2 separate regions of the Mus musculus genome follow, and region 1 is linked to region 2. A link is a contact called in public Hi-C data. All regions are on one chromosome and are shown on one strand. Each heading gives the region's core, a stretch centred on a gene start, on an enhancer-like site or on the middle of the called end of the contact. The rest is flanking DNA. Distances are from core to core; before and after follow the strand shown. Region 1 overlaps Map3k5 (mitogen-activated protein kinase kinase kinase 5). Region 2 overlaps Map3k5 (mitogen-activated protein kinase kinase kinase 5).

What was found. A called contact is a pair of places that touch in the nucleus more often than the background predicts.
Region 1: a contact with region 2 is called in a Hi-C map of liver, with 3 times the contacts expected there. The contact joins two enhancer-like sites. A contact is called at or near these places in 1 of 39 promoter capture datasets (liver), 3 of 15 datasets of contacts at CTCF or cohesin (CD8 T cells, large pre-B cells and pro-B cells), 9 of 484 Hi-C or Micro-C datasets (the AML12 cell line, B cells, erythroid progenitors and 4 more) and 4 of 115 datasets of contacts at active chromatin or transcription factors (bone marrow-derived dendritic cells, kidney, microglia and 1 more).

The regions. Positions count from the first base shown.
Region 1 is chr10:20,068,125-20,074,313 of GRCm38.p6, reverse strand. All of the region lies in intron 11 of Map3k5 (mitogen-activated protein kinase kinase kinase 5), which reads right to left. Among named protein-coding and RNA genes, the nearest start is that of Map7, 100 kb to the left of the region's middle. Within about 2 kb of position 2,538, at least 15 of the 459 cell types and tissues checked have an H3K27ac peak or open chromatin away from gene starts, as enhancers often do. A contact at or near this core is called in liver, where this site is marked.
Region 2 is chr10:19,990,387-19,996,158 of GRCm38.p6, reverse strand. All of the region lies in intron 1 of Map3k5 (mitogen-activated protein kinase kinase kinase 5), which reads right to left. Among named protein-coding and RNA genes, the nearest start is that of Map3k5, 59 kb to the right of the region's middle. Within about 2 kb of position 4,043, at least 112 of the 459 cell types and tissues checked have an H3K27ac peak or open chromatin away from gene starts, as enhancers often do. A contact at or near this core is called in liver, where this site is marked.

The DNA.
Region 1 (6,189 bases), core at 1,289-3,788, 80 kb before region 2:
AGGGAGGGAGGGCAATGCAGAAAGGCCTAGTGGGGAGCTGAGGCGATGACTAGGTCACTAAAGCACTCACCTGCAAACACAGCCCCGAGTTTGATTCCTTAGAACCCATGTAAAAATGCCAGGGAGTGGCAGGCCCCATGCAATCCCTGAGTGGGCCAGAGGCAGGAAGTCAATCATTCTGCCCTACCTGGTGAATCCAAGGCCATTCAGAGACCCTGTCTCAAAAGAGTCAGCACTCATGAAGATGCCACCTGAAGCTGTCCTCAGCCTTCACACATACACACATATGCATGTACACCTGGACATATACATACATGCATGTGTGCACACGTACTTGCACACATATGTGAACCAGTAAACCGATGAAAATGTGTGTATACATTTAAATTAAGAAAAAGAAAGGCCACATATAAAGGAACCAAGTACTAGACAGCAGCAAATTAAAACAGCAGCCTTCGGCCTCTGCTCTCAATCTCACTCCTATTGTCTGTCAACCTGAGGTCAAAATGTCTCCATAACTGTGTGACCCAGACTTCGCTGCTGACCTATGTGTGACTCAAACGCACAGTGTACCCTTACCTCTGCAGTCTGCCGCTGAGCTGTTGCCCAAGACCACGGTTGGGCTGGGACTGGGCATGAGAGCAGAGCAGGCTGGGTGGCAGGTACACACAGCTCTAAAGTGGCACTGGGAGAAACCAAGGATGGGTTCCTCAATAGACCAGGCTGGTTTGGTAGGAAAAGAGCAGACTACTTCCTGAGTATCTGGTTTCCTGAAGGCTGCTTTGCCTGGACACATCTCACTACAGTGCTCTTAAGTTCAAAGCCTAAGCTACAGCCACTGCACTGGAGGAGGCCCAACCTTCACGGCTAGCAGGGACTCACCACAGGGAGGCACTGGTGAGCTGCAGAGTAAGTACCAGGATCCAGAGATGCAGAGCTGGAGAGGTTAATTAGCCCCAGCAGACCCCACACCATGGTTACCTGTTTGAACCAGCAAAGAAGCACTGTTTTCTAGGAACTGATCCACCCCAAATTCCACGCCCTGCCAAGGGCAGGAATAAGAAGTAGGAGTTAGCAGTGAAAGTGGTAGTAATAATTTAATAATTATACTGTCAGGCCTTATTGCTTACCTGAGCTAACAGTCATTCCTCCCTTGTCCCTTCTCCCTAGCTAACAGTAACAACAGGGCTTTTGGATTTGTTGTTGTTGTTGTTGTTCAGGATCTGCTGGGGCAGGGAATTTAGTCTAAACTGGCCATGAACAGTTCAAGTTCCTTACAGGTGGCTGGCTGTTGTTATGAAGGTTTGGGCTGGATTCTCCTTTCTGGGATGCTGTCTGTATGAGGCAATGCCTGGAGTAGCTGTTTATGACCATGAGAAGACAGCCAACAACTTACAGAGAACTGAGCTCAGAACTCGGGTACAAAATCCCCCTCAGAAAGAACCCGTCTCTGAACTTCTCAGGATAGGAAATACCGTTTCCCTCTTGGTTGAACTTGGGAGTTATGGCCAAACACACCATAAGCAGGAAAGACTGACCACCTGGAACTGGGTAAGAATCCTTCACACAGTTATCTTGACCACTCTACATGGCCACTGCCAAGAGCTGGGCTAAGAGAGGGCAGGCAGCCTGCACAATACACATGCAGACTTTCCTCAGGTACTGACTGGAAACATCAAACGCCCACAGGGAACAGGTACAGGGCTAGGATTCATTAACTATGCCTCATGCAGTCTTCAAGATTTGGACTGAATGGATGTCTACAGAGAACCAACTTACAACCCAGAGGGACACTGGTTTGCAAAAGCTTAAGTTTTTGTACATGGACTATTTTACTATGACCACTACAGGGGATGGGATACCACAGGTGCAGCCCACATATGTCAAGAGACAGTGGGAGAAGCAGAGGGATGGCTTAGGAGTTAGAGCACCCACAGAGAGGCCAGGCTCATTCCCTGCACCTACAGGATGTCTCACGGACATCTATAATTCCAGTTCCAATGGATCCGGGGGCCCTCTTCTGATCTTTGTAGCCCCCCAAAATAATACATTGCATATACATGGATGCAAGCAAAATAAATAAATACATTTTTAAAGAACACAGAAGTAGATGGTGGATAATTCACAGCCTAAGCCAATAGCCCTGCCTCACATACCCATTTATATCTTAACACATGCATTTCTTAGCATACTGTAAAAATTGTCAGAGAGACTAAAAACATCCACACCAGACCCACTTAACAGAGAGAACCCTTCTGAAAGAGCAAACAAAACATCTAGTTGGAAGAAGTACTGTTTCCAAAAATCTCTGGCTCCGTCCTTGTTCTCTTCCTGTCTTCCAAAATCCATTGGCTCTGCACTCATTCTAGGACTGTGTTCATCGCTAATTCCTTTAGTCGCGTTCTGTTCCAAGTGTCCCTGGGTAACCTTGCTCTTTCTGGTTAAGCCTCTGAAGATCTCTCCTAGCCTTGCTCTCTGCCCAGTATAAGACCATGTCTGCATCTACTTTAGAGTGTTGTAAACAAGGCAGTGCACTTCAAAGAGGTATGATTAGAACACACATCGATTGTGCCCGGGTTGTCTGAACAAACTGTATCTCTGTAGGTGCTTGTAGGTCATCAGTTCCAAGTGTCCGGGTCCAAAATGAAACTCCCCCAGAATTCACCCTTCCCTTCTAGGCGAAACCTAGAACCTGCTGGTGTTATCACTCTTAGACTTTGAACCACTAACACTTAATAGTTCCATTTAGTTAATCTTCCTAATGACATTATACATTTTTTCCCCTTTTCTTTTCAAGTGACCCGCCACTCTGCAGCTGCAACCCCCCTTTCCCGCTCTAGGTTCCCTGACTACTTCATTTCTGGTTCTTTCCTTTAGCAGCCTTTTCCCTGCCCCTCCAGGGTCCAAGATTCCCAAACTCTTATGTCAAGGTGAGATACGTCTCACAGCCACAGTGGTAACATCACTGACGCACGTTCTGTGCATTTAGCCCTGTGCCGGGGGACTCGTGGTAATTATCACATGCACTCTCCATAAGTTATCGTCTTTTCTTCATGTAAGGAGGCTACAGGAAGAGTTATCTGGACGGCCCAGGTCACTCAGCAAGCAGCAGGTAATACAAGTTTTTCCACCTTCGCAGCAGCTTCACTCTGACCCTATCCTGGCTATTCTATGCTGCCTTCTTGCCAGCCCTTAGACTTTAAGTGGCTTCAATGACAGACAGCACACGTCTAAATTCTCTTTCCTCATTCAGGAAACAAATTGTGATTGTATACCACCCTGCCTACCAATATATTTGCCACTGCCATCATCACCCCTCCCTGGTAAGCGGGAAAGGCTCCTATTGACCCTGAACGCCCCAGGCTCACACTTGCTTACACTGCCTCCGTGGGACTTTGCTCTCTTCTTCCGAGCCAAGGTCATTCTTTTCCCTTTTCTCTTCCAGTCCTGCTCCAAACCAAAGCCCAGACTCCGAGTCCTTCCGGAAGCTTCCGAAAGAAGCTTATTGATCCTCACTGAACTTCACCGACCAAAGGTCCACAAGGTCTTCCCCACAAGCCACGGAACTCCTCATAGGGAGGAAGCAGCAGGCGTTTCATCACATTATTTACCACAGGCCTCCTCAGGTGTCACAGAACGCTCGCTCCAAGGGAGGTCTTACTTATATACAAGAAATGCTACTGATGTGGTGTCCGCCAGTCTCTCCTCACAAAGAACACAGAGAATGCCTTAGCTGTCAGAAAGTTCTCGCCAAGGCAGGTCCCTTTATGGATAAGTTAGTACTATAAAAAAGACAATAGTACCTTTTGGAATTTTCTACATTAAGGGCTAGATAGCTGGGCCTCATAACAACACCGCTCATAGTGGCCGATATTAGCTCGTATAAGATGTATTTTGTCGTGTGAAGATCCTTTAGTTATTATAACCTGTTAGTGGGCAAACTATAAAAGTCTAGTGCAGCCAGTCCACAGTTGTCTCATGAACACAGTAGTGGAGCCAGCACTCCACAGGTTGGATCTGAAAAGGCCACAGTTCTGAGAGAAGCCACTTGGAGGCGGATGCACAGACATCCTTTTGGAAATGGATAACTGCACACTCACTGGGTGCTTTCATGCTATCCAGCCTGTAGCCTGTCTGCCTAAACACTACCCCTTATCAGACTTAACAGGACCGAATGTATTCAAACATACAATAACTTAAAATATCAGGACAATCAGAATCAGGGTGCTGCAGGGCAGCTGTCTGGTTTCTGTGACAGGTGACTTGCTAATGTTTTGATAGCCAGGGCCTGGGCATGATTGACAGCTGGGAAAGGCTTATCCCAGCTGATGTGAATACCCCAGTGTATAAGTTATTCTTCCTGTATTATAAACATGCTGTACGGCTGGGCCTGCTTAGCCTCCGACACTGGTGGTTCATGCACGTGAGTTCTGACGAGTCAGGTGGGACACACAACAGAAATCCAGATTTTAATCCAGTTCTTGTCGCCCAAGTGCCAAGGATCCAGCCATCCTTTGAAAACTACCATCCCTAGGAGCCCAACTTAGTCATAAAGTCAAGGAAACAACGATTCTTCATCATTGGCTACAACTGAGACATTTGGAATGCACACAGCCCTTTATTAAACTTGTTCTCAACCACAGCTGCACATCAGACTCACACGGCGATTTTCCTATCAATGTATGTGTTGACTTACTCTAACAATGCGCAAAATTATAGTTATTCTGCAGGCTCACACAACAGGTAGCTCAATGTATGTTCTAATGGATACTTAAAATCCCCCAAATGATACTCTCACATTGTTAAAAGCATAAAGCAAGGCTAAATTCTCAGGTCTGAAAATTAGGGGTCAGCTCTAATTTAAAAAAAAAAAGCAGCCATTTTATAATTGTTGTTATTATCCTTAAAATATTTGTGGTGCTCATTAGAATAAAGGGCTCTGTGATGTGAACTCTCTGCATCACTTCATATAATCTTTAGATCAAAAGCCGGGGAGGGAAGGGCTTCTTTTAGCTCAGGTTGGCCTGGAATTCACTGTGTGGCTGAAGATGGCCTTGAATTTATGATCTTTTTGCCTATACCTCCCAAGATCTGGGATTACAGACACAGCAATAATGTCTGCTCACAACAACAACAACAACAAACAACAAATTATAATTTAAAAGAAATAATAATAAAGACTTTATCATCATCTTCCCTTGTACAGATGAGGACACTGTGGCTTAGGAAATTCATGTTGCATAAGAACAGTGATAAAATCTAAATATATTCAAGTCTATTAACTTCACTTTTGCAAACTCATACCCAGTTTGTGCATTATTTTTACCTTGTCACCACTGTATACATCTGTAGGTCTCCCTCATTAGTTTGTCACCACTGTATACGCCTGCAGGTCTCCTGCATTGGTTTACTGCCTCCCAAGGAAGAAAGTAAGTCTCATGAGAGGAGGAGTTTATCTTGCCTGGCACAGAGTAAGTGCTCATCAAACAGCTATCCAGGGAACAAGTAAATGAGTCATGCTTAAAGAAAATTGAAACAGTAGTTTGGAAACCAATTATAACACAAAAAGTCTCTCAAGTAACCTTTCCCCCAAGACTTCTCTGATACAGCGCTTCCCCTGTTGCTTGGGCAGGTCCTGCACATTTCTGCTTTTTAAGAGTAGTTGAGTTAGTGTTAGAACTGATAAAATCACACCTGCAGTCTCACTATTTGACACTGAGGCGGGAAGATTGAAATTTAGAGGTCAGCCTAGCCTACATATAGAGACCCTGTCTCAAAACAAAGAAAACCAAAATCAGCATGAGGTTGACTGCATGCTGCCAGGAGCAGATATGGGGAGGTAGGGGGTCTAAGGACTTCCAGGAACCAAATGGAAATGTATATCCTACCTTATTTTATCCAAACAACACAGAGTCAGTGCTAATCTGAAATTTAGCAGGTATCTAGATAAACATACATTCAGACACAATGATAATTATAGTGGGCAGTGCAAGCCTACAGGTGGCTTTATTTTAGCAGGCTTCCTACAATTAAGAAACAGGACATTTACAACATAAATTTTAAAATATTATTTCTTTGGCATAATTTTGAAAAATTACCCCTTTGGACATAATTTGATTTACAGCATGAATTTCTAAAACAAAGAAAATATCCCAATTTTTAGCACACTTGAAATGGTTATACCATCTA
Region 2 (5,772 bases), core at 2,794-5,293:
TTCACCTACCTCTCCTACTATGTTTTTTTTAAGAATCTGTGTGTGTGTGTGTGTGTGTGTGTGTGTGCATGCGCGCACTCAAGTGTATGAGTCACACAGTCACTGCACACGTAGAAGACAGAGGACAAAGCTGGGTGCTTGTCCTCACCTTCTTCTACCTTGCTTAAGGAGAGAGAGTCCCTTGTTGAGCAATGCCTATACCTGGCGGGCTGATCTGTGAGCTTCCAGGGATTCTCCAGGCTCTCCTGCCATCTCACTGTGGGAACACTGGGATGATAGATTTATACCCCCCCCCTTCCACCCTTCCCCCCCCCCCCCCCCCCCCGGCATGTCTGGCAGGACAGTGGTTCTGGGGGAATCGAAACTCAGGTCTTTAGACTTGTGTGGCACATGCTCTACTCACTGAGCCATCTCACTAGCTCCCATACTGGCTTTATTAAAACTCTGTATCAATTCTGGTGGGGTAAATACCTTAGCCATCATGCCTTGAGCTTCTCCTTCCCGGCACGACACGTTTTTGTTGGCCTCATGGAGAACTCTCTCTTCACCCCCCTTGACCTCTCTACACTCTGGTGCTTATAGCTGTCAGTTGAGCAGCAGCGACTGACGAGCTCTGGCTAGGCCATCTCTTCAGTAAGAACCAAAGCCCTTGGAGCTGTGAGAGTAGACTGCTGTCACCTATAATCCTACGAGATAAGTTCTCACTCTCTTTTTTCTTAATTTTAATTTTTTATTGGTTATTTTATTTATTTACATCTCAAATGTTATCTTCCTTCCTGGTTTCTCCTCTGCAAACTCCCTATCCCATCCCCCTCCATGCTTCAATGCTTCCCCACCCCCACCCGCCCACTCCCACCTCACCGCCCTAGCATTCCCTTACACTGGGAAATCACAGGACCAAGGGCCTCCCCTCCAGATGCCAGATAAGGTCATCTATCCTCTGTCACATATGCTGCTGGAGCCATGGGTCCCTCCATGTGTAGAGCCACCAAACCCAGACTCCATCGCCGATGCCAAGAAGTGCTGGCTGACTCGAGCCTGATATAAAGCTCCTGAGAGGCTCTGCCAGAGCCTGACCAATGTCGATGCAGATGCATGCGGCCAACCATCGGACTGAGCATGGTGGCCCCAATGGAGGAGTTAGAGAAAGCACTGAAGGAGCTGAAGGGGTTTGCAACCCATAGGAAGAACAACACCACCAACCAACCAGACCCTCCAGAACTCCCAAGGACTAAACCACCAACCAAAGTTCTCACTCTCTTAAGGAAAGCCTTACTTCCCTGAAGGTCCCTCTCCAAGAATACTGTTCAACGGGGTCTGAAGGTACTGGAGAAAGGAACACTGCCAGATATAGTCCACGGGTTAAGGAAACTCTTTTCCTCTGGGAGCCTCCCTCATCTTCTGCATGTGACACTATGACAGCCACAGCTCATCAAGGTGAATCTGCACATACCCAAGGACCGCCTCCTGCCCCTCCCCTTGCTCTCTGTCAGACACTTGCTAAGCTCTGCTCCTCGCAGCTGCAGGGGGCAGAACACTTGGCTCTGGAGGCACTTGCTATCTGCAGTTTGCCTTCCCTTGCCAGACGTCCTGATCCAAGGGACCAGTGAGCACCAGGGCTTTGTGCAGGTCAATGAGCCAGCCCTCTTTCCCTCACAACTAACTCGAAGCCAGTTTCAGTCTGTACCCTTCATGGTTCATGCAACATGTCCAACCAACCAGACAGGTTGAACTCTGGAATGGAATGAGGTTTCTTTCACCTTTAGAAGATGGAAGGGCCCTTCTTCCTCTGGGTACCCCCAGAAAGAAGGCACGCAGTAATGTGTCGAGAATGGGTTTCATTACAAACAGGGAATTCTTGCTGCCTGCAGCAGATACTGTCAGGGTAAACACTACATCTCAAAGAGGACCGACAATGAGACTTCTGCCATTTAACTCACCTTGGGATGTATTAAAAAAAAAAATCTGTTTAGGTATGATCCCCAGACTAGATCATCAAACATGACCATAAACATAGGCCTGCTTGACCATTTCCTAGTAACATTAACCAGCTTATCTCTTAGTTTTTCAATTTTTTATTAAATATTTTCTTCATTTATATTTCAAATGCTATCCCGAAAGTCCCCTATACCCTCCCCCCTCCCCACCCTGCTCCCCACCCACTCACTCCCACTTCTTGGCCCTGGCGTTCCCCTGTACTCGGGCATATAGAGTTTGTAAAACCAAGGGGCCTCTCTTCCCAACGATGGCTGACTAGGCCATCTTCTGCTACATATGCAACTAGAGACACAAGCTCTGGGGGTTACTGGTTAGTTCATATTGTTGTTCCACCTATAGGGTTGCAGAGCCCTTCAGTTCCTTGGGTACTTTCTCTAGCTCCTCCATTGGGGACCCTGTGTTCCATCCAATAGATGACTGTGAGCATCCACTTCTGTATTTGCCAGGCACTGGCATAGCCTCACACGAGACAGCTATATCAGGGTCCTTTCAGCAAAATCTTGCTGGCATGTGCAATAGTGTCTGCATTTGGTGGCTGATTATGGGATGGATCCATGGGTTGGGTAGTCTCTGGATGGTCCATCCTTTCATCTTAGCTCCAAACTTTGTCTCTGTAACTCCTTCCATGGGTATTTTGTTCCTTATTCTAAGGAGGAATGAAGTATCCACACATTGGTCTTCCTTCTTCTTGATTTTCTTGTGTTTTGCAAATTGTATCTTGGGTATTCTAAGTTTCTGGGCTAATATCCACTTATCAGTGAGTGCATATCAAGTGACTTCTTTTGTGATTGGGTTACCTCACTCAGGATGATATCCTCCAGATACACCCATTTGCCCAAGAATTTCATAAATCCATTGTTTTTAATAGCTGAATAGTACTCTATTGTATAAATGTACCACATTTTCTGTATCCATTCTTCTGTTGAGGGACATCTGGGTTCTTTCCAGCTTCTGGCATTATAAATAAGGCTGCTAGGAACATAGTGGAGCATGTGTCCTTATTACCAGTTGGAACATCTTCTGGGTATATGGCCAAGAGAGGAATTGCTGGATCTTCTGGTAGTACTATGTCCAATTTTCTGAGGAACTGCCAGACTGACTTCCAGAGTGGTTGTAAAATCAGCTTATCTCTTTAACCTAAGTCTACATAGGGAGCCCTGATCTTTTGTCTTGCTAGACTGTCTCAGTGTTTAAGATAAGAATGTGTTGTTGAAACAGAGTCCAGGTGAGGATCCAGTGCGAACAGTAGCACAGAACCAGAGGCCTCAAACCAGACCATGATTCACGCCAATGAACATTTGCAAGTGAAGATGTGTGGACAAAAGGGTGTATGTACTGTGACACACTGTGACATGCTGCAACTTCTACAGAGGTTTATTTCTTGGGAGGGCTGTAAGGGTGAATATAAAATGAGTGGGCTTGGGGTGTGTGATACAATATTTACAAAGAATAAGTAAAAAGTTTCAGAAAGGATTGTTTCTCCTAAGAGCACCCTTTGACTAAATGCAACTGTGTTTCATGTTCCTTGAGTTTCCCTCTGGAGGGCCCCTAATAGTCAGCCTCCCGTGATCCTTTGTCATTCCACTGCTGCTGCTGCTCTAGTTGCTAGCCTGTATCCAGGAGTTGCGATTTTTGTTTATGTAAGGTTCTGTCTGTTACCTGAAGGTATTTGTTATGTGAGATGCTCACATAAAAATATTCCCCTAAATGCCTTATAAATCAACTGTCATACACACACTCTTGGCCTAAAGTCCTTTTAGTTAGTGTGACTTAAACAAATCTAACAGATTATTTATTTGAAAGTTTTGAAACAGGTTTAGTTGACCTATGAGAACTGTGACAGCAAACACATACAGGAGAGGCGTTTATCATGTTGTGTCACTAACATGTTTAGCACTCATTACGTGTCAAACACAAGATGCTTTCAAATATGAACTTGCTTCACCTTCAGAATGGCCTCTGGCTGTAATTAATGGTACCTCAGGGCACCCGAGGCACAGACTGTATCTGCCAAGCCTGGCTAAAAGGTGGAAGCAGCAGGATTCAGATTCATGAATCTGGCCCCAGAGGGCATGCTCTGAGGTCCTCCAGAGACAGATTCTGCACCTGCAGGAAAGGGAAGTTTTCGAGCTTAGAACACAAATGAGGTAATCATGCTTGAGTGAAACTGGAGGGCCAAACCACACTCCTGCCATGTGACTCATGAGCAAACCCGATCTCCTTCATCTCTCTCTCTCTCTCTCTCTCTCTCTCTCTCTCTCTCTCTCTCTCTCTCCCTCCCTCTCTCCTTCTCCCTCCCTCCTTCCCTTTTCTCTCTTTCTCCCTCTTTCCCTCCCTTTTCCTTCCTTCCCACCCTCTTCCCCCCCCCCTCCCCCAGCCCCAAGATGGACTCTCACTGTATATATAGCCCTGGCTGGCCTGGAACTCCTGCTATAGAACAGGTTGGCCTTGAACCCAGGGAGATCAGCGTGCCTCTACTTCCCGAGTGTGGGCCACAGGGCCTGAGCAAGTGCTTTTCATCACTGCACAGTTGAGCTCTATGGTAAAACAGCAAGTGAAGCTGACATGCTAAATCACCTAAGACAAAGACAGTCATTTGAAGTTTAGGCAGAAACAGAAAAAGCTCCCTGATTTTTTACTTAAAGCACACTTTGTTTCCTTGTCCAAACTGAGTTCATGTTAAATGGAGCATAAAATCAGGGTTAGTGGTAGAGGATTGGAGCACAGTGAAGTTCAGGGCAATAACAAATCTGTTGAGGTCAACTGCACTTTGATCACCAAACAACATGATTCAGAGTATTCGAGGTTTGCTCTTCTCTTCTTTAATTGAATTTTCCTTTCATGACACATCATTTGTTAGTTAAATATTCAATGAGTCACCACTGCTTCTAAAAGCCAGAGCTGAATACAAATCAAAACATTAACCTAGCATTACTTTTTATCTACTCGGTGGACTATATATAATACATATATATTATTATAATATATAATAATATATAATATATATATCAGATCAGTCATGATCAAACAAGAGCCAAGGATCAATGTTTCTAGTACTATACAGCCTATAGGCTGCTGATCCCCCAACTCCATGCAACAGTCAAAGAGAGATTATCAAGTTATCACATAGAACCTCTCTATCCAATTACAATGGGTTAATTCCCAAGGCGAGGCATTACCATCAATTTAATTTGGCAAACATCCTGAATGCCTATTACACTCGTGGCCCCGTTATCTGTGGTGCACTATAGAAGTCAAATGGGAAACATAGTTTTGCCTCCTTTGGGAGGGGTTAGAAACACACATTGGTAAGTGCTGATAGAGAGCTGAGGGCAGCTGCAGCTGTGGAAAAATAAACAGGGGCGCTCAGAGGTTAGAGCATTCGGAGAGCTGCATGGGTAAGTGACACACACCTACGTGAGCAGGGCATTGTCTGCCTGGAGAATTGGAGAATGGTATGTCACAAGAGTGGACAAAACATAGCAGTCTCTGCCCAGGATAGGCAAGCTAAGAGATGCCAATGAAAAGAGGCATGGTCAGAGAGAAATACAGAAAAACAGCACACCAGGTCAAGCATTCCCAAGGGATGAAGCAAGAAAGGTACCCCAAAGTGTATGCCACTCCCCCCAATACTCGCCCTTTGATGCTTGACAGAAATATCACCTGCATTCCTGGGGCTTCCCATTTTATGAATAAGTTGATCAAGTTACAACTAAACCATTTTATGGAAATTTCTAGAATGCCATTCATGACCTCCAGTTGGTGTCCTACAAG